Regions from separate parts of the Capra hircus genome. Here region 2 is linked to region 1. A link is a contact called in public Hi-C data. All regions are on one chromosome and are shown on one strand. The core of a region is the stretch at or near the end of the contact, and the rest is flanking DNA. Distances in the headings are between cores, read along the strand shown. Region 1 has its middle 10 kb from the start of N4BP1. Region 2 has its middle 59 kb from the start of N4BP1.

Region 1 (3,816 bases), core at 1,062-3,561:
GAACTATCTGGTCAACCCACAGACTCATGAAAAATAGTACATTCTTAACTTAAGCTACTGAGTTTGGGGTGATTTGTTGTGCAATGGTAGGTAACAGAAACACATCTAAATCCATAACCAATTGACAGGTCAACATAAGAGCAATAGATGTTTGAGCTTATCACTAGCAATGTTGACTGAAGGATGTGTCTAGATAATGCTTTACTCGTGAACTAGAGTCCAGTGACTGGTGCGGCTGGATACCCTCGGGCCTGCTCTTCTTCCCCCTCCATCCAGGGCAGGTGGGAGGCCTCTTTTGTGAGACTGAGACCAGAGAAGAGGACTTGCTTCCCTCAGAAAGGCTGGCTCCCCAAGAAGGGAGCCAGTGTCTTGCCCAAACTCATCAGTCTGGCAACCCAGTCCTCCCGCGGAGAACAGGGAGTGACGGGTAGGGCGACAAGCCAAGAGAGATGGTCTGCTGGTCTCCCTCCGCATGGAGGTATGAAAAATGGAGAAAAAAGAGTGTCCTGACAGTGACAAGGATTCTGCAAAGGAGCAGCTGTGTTTGTGCTATTTACACAGCTATGGTTTTTCCAGTGGTCATGTACGGATGTGAGATTTGGACCATAAAGAAGGCTGAGTGCCAAAGAATTGACACTTTTGAACTGTGATGCTAAAGAAGACTCTTGAGAGTCCCTTGGATAGCAACGAGATCAAACCAGTCAATCCTAAAGGAAATCAATCCTGAATACTCATTGGAAGGACTGATGCTGACGCTGAAGCTCCAATACTTTGGCCATCTGATGTGAAGAGCCCGCTCATTGGAAAAGACCCTGATGGTGGGAAAGATTGAAGGCAGGAGGAGGAGGGGACAACAGAGGATGAGATGGTTGGATGGCATCACCGACTCAATGTACATGAGTTTGAGCAAACTCAGGGAGATAGCGAAGGACAGGGAAGCCTGGCGTGCTGCAGTTCATGGGGTCGCAAAGAGTTGGACACAACTTAGTGACAGAACACCACCACCACCACACAGGCTGCGCAGGGAAGGCCTCTTGGAGAGGCTGACGTTTGAGCAGAAATCTGGATGCGGGTGCCATGGGGACATCTGGAGAAGAGCTTCTAGGCAGAGATAGTGGTTAGTATGTTTGCAGAGCAGCAAGAAGACCTGTGTGCCTGAAGCTGGGGAGTAAGGGTGAGAAGAGAAGGGACTGAAGTTGAGAGGTGGGCAGTGGCTGGAGCATGGGGGCCAAGTGAACTGGGGAAGGATGTTAGATTTTATTTTACATGAGATGGAAAGTCATCAGAGAATGATCAATGTTCCTTGATAAATGAGGGCTCCAAATCACAGAGGCAAGGGCTTCAGCATCCCGGTAATTAGATTTTCTGTTTGTGGGAGGCATGGTTGAGCCGGGGAGGTGGGAGGGGCTGTAGGGTTCACGAGCTGGGGAGGCCACCAAGTTGGGGGGTGGATGGGGAGCCTCTGGGTGCTCAACCTTAATCAGGTTTAGCACCTGGCTCGTTAGGCTTTCAGAACAAAATGGCGCAACAAAAGGTGTTTGCTTTGTGGGACCTCTGGTCTGAGCTATGTGGGCAGTGGAATTTGAGACAACAAACTTCACATGAGTGCCTGTAATGTTCAGGGTGTTCTACAGAAGCTGGGTGGGAGGGAGGAGGCAGCGATGACTAAAGTGGGTTCTGCTTGTCTTCCTGGAGAAGGAGAGGGAAGTCGATGTCTCCATAGTGGAAGGGAGGATGCGTCACCCCATGAGGGAGTGCTGAGGGGGGCTCAGAGGATGCAGACCACATGTGAGGAGGGGATTGGCTGAAACTGCTGTAGCGTGGAAGAGACACTATACTAACTTATATGTATATTACATATGCTATTTTTCCAAATACTCTGTGCATGCTTAACCCTACATGAGGAACTGAGCTGTGCACTCAGCACTTAAAATAGTAGGTGTTCTGGAAATTGTTGATTGGCTGACTCTACACAAACAATCCTATTTAGCTCCCACAAACAACTCTAAGAATCAGGCATCATTCCCATTTTACAGATGAGGAAACTGAGATTTAGGGAGGTGAAGGAACTCATCTGGTTTCCATCATGAGGAAGGGATAGAGGCAGAACTGGCCAAGCAGGTCTGGAATATTGAAGACTTCTCTGCAAAAGCAGAAGGGTGGAGGCCTGCCTTCATTCCACTCTAACACTCTGGCTCCTTACCCTGAGATGTTATCTTGCTTTCCATAAGAGCTCCAGGGTGGGGCAGGCTCACAGGAAGCCAAGCCTCCACCCTTTTCCTCCAGCTCTCCAGAATAAAAAATAACTTGCAGTTTCCGGAAATATGTGCACACTGCAGGAAGGACATGGGCTATCCGTCAAGGCTCTCTTTGTTCTGCATCTGGGTAAAAAGTGTAGCTGCCTCTCTCTCCAGCTCCCCCTGCCTCCTTCTCCCGCACCCCTACATCTGTCTCCTCTCATTCAGAGTTCCTGGGAGAGCTTGTGCTAGAATCTGTTTTTCCTAAAATGTGGAAAACGTGACACTGCTGCTATGGCAAACAATTTTCACTGGGAAATAGCCCGACTTCTAAGGAATCATAATTGTTAAGTATTTATTTTTACAGTCCTGTTTTGGCAAGAAATATCGGGCTTCTAGTTATTATAGCAATAAAGTGTTTCCTGTATAGTTATATTTAACTTTAAAAAGTTAGTTGATGTTAAGACAGATGATAACCAGATTATAACTTGGGTGATGTAGAGATAACGTCCAGAATCATGTAGAGGGATGTAAAAGCCTGGATGCGGGAACTGTTCATCTTAGTTCAGAATCCAGCACACCTTCCGGTAAGCAGGGATGGGAGAATAGTGGAAATTTTTGAGCCCAGTCGGTGGGTCTTAGAGCCAGCTCCAGAACTAGAATTTGGCCTCTGCCCTTCCTCTTGGGGGCCTCCCTGCCCTGTGCTGAGTTCCCCTTTTCTGCAATGAGGAGGTTGCCGCCCTTCCAGCAGACGCCTTCTTCTTTCCCTCTCCTGCCACTTCTAGAGCTTAGACCGGGATACGGTGTAACGGGAATCGGGAATCGACTTCACGTTTCACGTGCACACTGGCTTTTTTATAAGGTCCCTCCGCACGGGGCAACTCGGCTCTCTCTAGGAAAGTCTGGTACGCAAGGCCTTCTAAAGCTCAGGGCGCCACCTGCTGTCTCTATGGGGCAGTGCAGCCGCCAATTTCGAGCGCCCTTCCTGCGGAGGCAGAGGATGAAAATCCCAGGGAAATGGCAAGGCCGAAAGGGAATGCAAAGTAAACAGATCCGGGTGATAGGCAAAAAAGCCTCCCACGGCAGGAAGGGCCTCGGAGGGAACCGAAGAAAAGTGGGCAGCAGCAGCAGCAGCCCCGTCCCGCCGTGATTTTCTCTGACATAAACGCTTACACCTGGCACCCACAGGCAAGCAACGAGTCGCTGGGACTATGCCCCACCACATCCACCGTGTGGAGAGAGAAGCTGCGGAGCTGCACCAGAAGCTCAGCAAGTGGATGATGAATGAATTTAGTTGGGACAGTGCATTCTTTTTGCTATTTTGAAGGCGATCCAAGATCGAAGGTACAGAAACGGCATCCCCCCTTTCTACCCCCGGCAACACATACTGAAATTGCTCCCCAAAGCTCTCTTTCTTAGCAGCCTCAGCTAGGAGGCTGGAACTTCTCTGCATCCAGAGTGACATCTCCATTTCAGTCTGCTTGGGCCTGCCACCTCTTGCCCCCCCACCCCCAGCACCCCACCACCTCCACTTAGTGGTAACTTGAGCAAACAGCTCAAAGTCCAGTTAGGTTTTGCA
Region 2 (3,608 bases), core at 491-2,990, 70 kb before region 1:
CGAATGGGGTCTGGGTTCAGTCTGGATGGGGCCGTGGGGAAGGGAGAGGGTCAAGGTTCATGTCGTCAAGTCACTTCCTGTTGGGAGGGCTCTCAACCCCCGGCCTCAGACTTTCCTGGGAGTCACCTTGACAGTGATGGCGGATATGGAGGCCCCAAAGGTGGGTGAAGCCGGGACAGTAATTCTGACAGTAATTCTCAGGTGGCAGCAGCAGATGGCTTCGAGCTGGATGCTGAGACTTCTGAGGCAGGAAGCCCTCTGATGCCACCTGCGCTGTGGCGGAAAAGGGCTTCTTCCCACCAGCTGGCTTGTGCCATCAGCCGGTCACCTTCCACTGTCCCCACACAGCACAACTTCCATCTGCTGGTGATGCTCAGGCTGATGCTCAATGCTCATGTTCAGGCTCTGGGCCAAGGAAGCTGAAAGTGTCAGACTAGAAACACTCTGAAGGAAGACACCGCCTCTCCTGGGGCAGCAGATGAGATCTGGACAAGGGCTTGCCTCACCTAATGGCTGGGGGGTGCTGGAGCCCAAGCCCGCTGGCCTCTGCCTGTTGAAATAGGAGGTCTTCATGTGGCAGACTCCTCCTGTCTTCAAGGCACGCACTGACCCCGCTAGGCTCCCAGGCCCTGTCAGCACGTGTGGAGCAGTGACAGGGGTCTACAGGGTGGGTAATGGCTGGCAGAAAGGCCCTTGCTTGGTAGAAAAGAGGCCGATGTGCTAGGAGGTCACCAGGAACTCCACTCTGTCTTTGTTCAAAACCGTCCCCAGGTGTAAGTAGAGCCGGGAATCGAGGACACACAGCTGGGCTGGTGGTGGCAGAAATGGCCAAGCCAGCTGCAGCCACTGGCCACAGGAGAGAGGGCCCCATGCCCCTGCTCCCTCTGCTCTCCTCCTGCCCTGAGTCTTGCCTCTGTGGGGCCAAGGATTTGTAAAATACCGGAAGTTGGATGAGACACTGAGGACAAGCCCTTACTGGAGCCGCATGTGGGAAGGACCGTCAGGGGCCAGGGCCTTGTCTTGGGATTTCATCCCAGTGGGACCAACTCTTCACGGGACGTTGGTTCTCAGTCAGGGGCTCGCTGGGATCCCTGGGCTTCCGTTCACTGATCTCCCCAGTCCGGGGTGAGGCCTGGGCGCCAGTGCATTTACAGCCCTTCCTCCAGGTGGCTCTGACACACATCAGGATTGAAAACCACCCATTGTGAGGGTGGCGCCCTCACTTTCATTCAGAGACGAGGGGACTGGCCTCATCTGAGAGGGTAACTTCCTCTGATTACACAGCAAGAAGGGCCAGAGCAGGGCCGACACACCTTCACTGCTAGGGCTGGGGGAGCATGGGGCGCTTTGGAAAGGGCCCTTCTGGCCTTCTCACCTCCCCCAGCACCATCCAAGGCATGCAGCGGCTGCTCGGGACAGCTGGGGGACGGGGTAGAGGGGCTGGCAAGTAGAGCACAGAGGATTTGGTGCTGGGCCTCCAGCCCTCCCCCCACCACTTACCACTGGGCCTCAAGTTCCTTAGCTTTAAAGTGGGAGTAAGCGCCAGGGCCCTGACACCCCAGTGGGAAGGGGCTACAAGACGGGGGTGGGACCTGCTGTCGCTGTCGAGGGACCCTCTGGTCTGGGAGGTTGTGAGCCAGTGTCCACAGCTTCTCCCGGCCAGCTGCAGGAGGCCCTCTCCTTCCTGCGGCCTTTTTTGGTGGCTGAAACCCTAGACTGATCTCAGAGCCAGACAGGCGGGCAGACAAGGCATTCTTTTCAGGGGAGGCCCCCTCCTCCTCTCTCTGAGAGCCAAGAGGGGAGAGGGCAGGGCCTGCCCAGGCTTGACCCCAGACTGGGTTTCAGGCTATGAGGCCAAGTTGGGCTCCCTGGGGACCTGTGGAGGGAGTGGGAAGGAAAGCCCCAAGGGCCACTGTCTGCAGCGCGGAGTCTTATGGGAGGAGGTGACAGGGGGTTGATTCCAGAAGCCCCGAGGCACAGGCGCTGCAGCTCCAGGGCTTAATCTGGGCGCTGATGACCAGTTTCTGGGCAAACCCCTGCCTGCCCAGGCTCCGTTTCCCTGATGGCTGTCACCAGCCCTGGAACCACATGACAGGAGACTGGAACCCGAGCTGCAAAAAGGCTGCTTTCAGTTTCAAAAGCCATCAAAGGCCGTTTGACTGCTCTGTGTCCCCGTAAAGGAGTAGAAAGGAGGGCATGACGCACACAGAAGTGTACTCCAGACGGCGCTTCTACAGTGCCGGTCAAGTTAAAACAAACAAATAAGAAACAACAATGTGCTCCCAGCACCTCCCACAGGAACCAGGCTGGACGTGGGCCCCACTCCTCAGGAACGGGGGAGGCAGCTTCCTTCCACAGCCTCCCTCTGGCCAGCGGGCTGACCACCTTGACCCAGGTCACAAGCCCTCCATTCTGGTCACTGGATGGAGGGAGGCAGTCCATCTCGGGTGCCATTCCGGCGGCCAAGTCACCTTGGCGGAGTCTGCCTCTTGGGGAGGTGAAATGTCCTGTAGGAATTCAAGTCCTGCATCCTGGACACACACACACACAGACACACACAGAGACACACACAGAGACACAGACACACGCACGCACGCTTTGAGACACACACATGAGCCTGAAATAGCCTTCAGGAATTCAAGTCCTGCATCCTGGACACACACACACACACGCACGCACGCTTTGAGACACACACATGAGCCTGAAATAGCCTTCAGGAATTCAAGTCCTGCATCCTGGACACACACACACAGACACACAGACACACAGACACACACACACACACACAGACACACAGACACACAGACACACACACACACACACACACACACACACGAGCCTCCAAGATGGAGACTTCAAGGAGCGGTGGGAGGGGTGGATGAGTCAAGACGCAGCCTGGAGGGGCTGTGTCAGCCAGGGGATCAGCGCTCCCTCACTCTGTGGCCAAGCAGTGGCTTTGCCGGCATCCCCCCTGGGTCCCTCCCTGCCATGAGCCTGCCAGGCACTCAAGGGCACCGACCCTGTCAGAGCACTGACGTCCTGCCCAGCAGACAGCAGGACCGCTGCGGCCCTGAGGAGGGTCTAGACCACACTCAGGATGAGTTGGCAGGAACAGAGAACATTCAGCATCCGGAAGACAAGGTCTCCGCCTCTGAGATGGCCTACAGGGTGTGAACAGTCTCGTTAAGTGTCCGCTGGGCTGCAGGGCGGAGCCGGTCGTGACCATCACTGAGGGGGTTCTGGCAGGCGCTGCTCTAGGCCCGTTTCTTCCTCGTGGCAGCCCCAGACTAGGAGGGCTGGCCCCATCATGGCTGTCTAACCAGTGAAGACATGGCAGAACGTGGAAGGTCTAACTCCCAAGCAGCCGGCCTGGCCTCTGTCCAGCTAGGGGACAGAGCAAGAAAATCCACATGAAGGCGTCTGTGAGACACAACTGCAAGAGGATGAAGATGCCAGGAGGAACCAGCCTGTGTGAGGGTGAGGCTCCGTGAGAGCTGACTAGGGGGCTCTCCTGCAGCTCTGGTGCATGGTCTTGGGGTGGAGTCTCCTGAGGCTCCGTGAGAGCTGACTAGGGGGCTCTCCTGCAGCTCTGACGCATGGTCTTGGGG

Evidence for each region. A called contact is a pair of places that touch in the nucleus more often than the background predicts.
Region 2: a contact with region 1 is called in a Hi-C map of blood, with 4 times the contacts expected there. The contact joins two enhancer-like sites. A contact is called at or near these places in 2 of 5 Hi-C or Micro-C datasets (both in blood).

The regions. Positions count from the first base shown.
Region 1 is chr18:20,272,351-20,276,166 of ARS1.2, reverse strand. It overlaps the pseudogene LOC102183901. Among named protein-coding and RNA genes, the nearest start is that of N4BP1, 10 kb to the left of the region's middle. Within about 2 kb of position 2,311, at least 3 of the 5 cell types and tissues checked have an H3K27ac peak or open chromatin away from gene starts, as enhancers often do.
Region 2 is chr18:20,341,838-20,345,445 of ARS1.2, reverse strand. No RefSeq gene overlaps it. Among named protein-coding and RNA genes, the nearest start is that of N4BP1, 59 kb to the right of the region's middle. Within about 2 kb of position 1,740, at least 4 of the 5 cell types and tissues checked have an H3K27ac peak or open chromatin away from gene starts, as enhancers often do.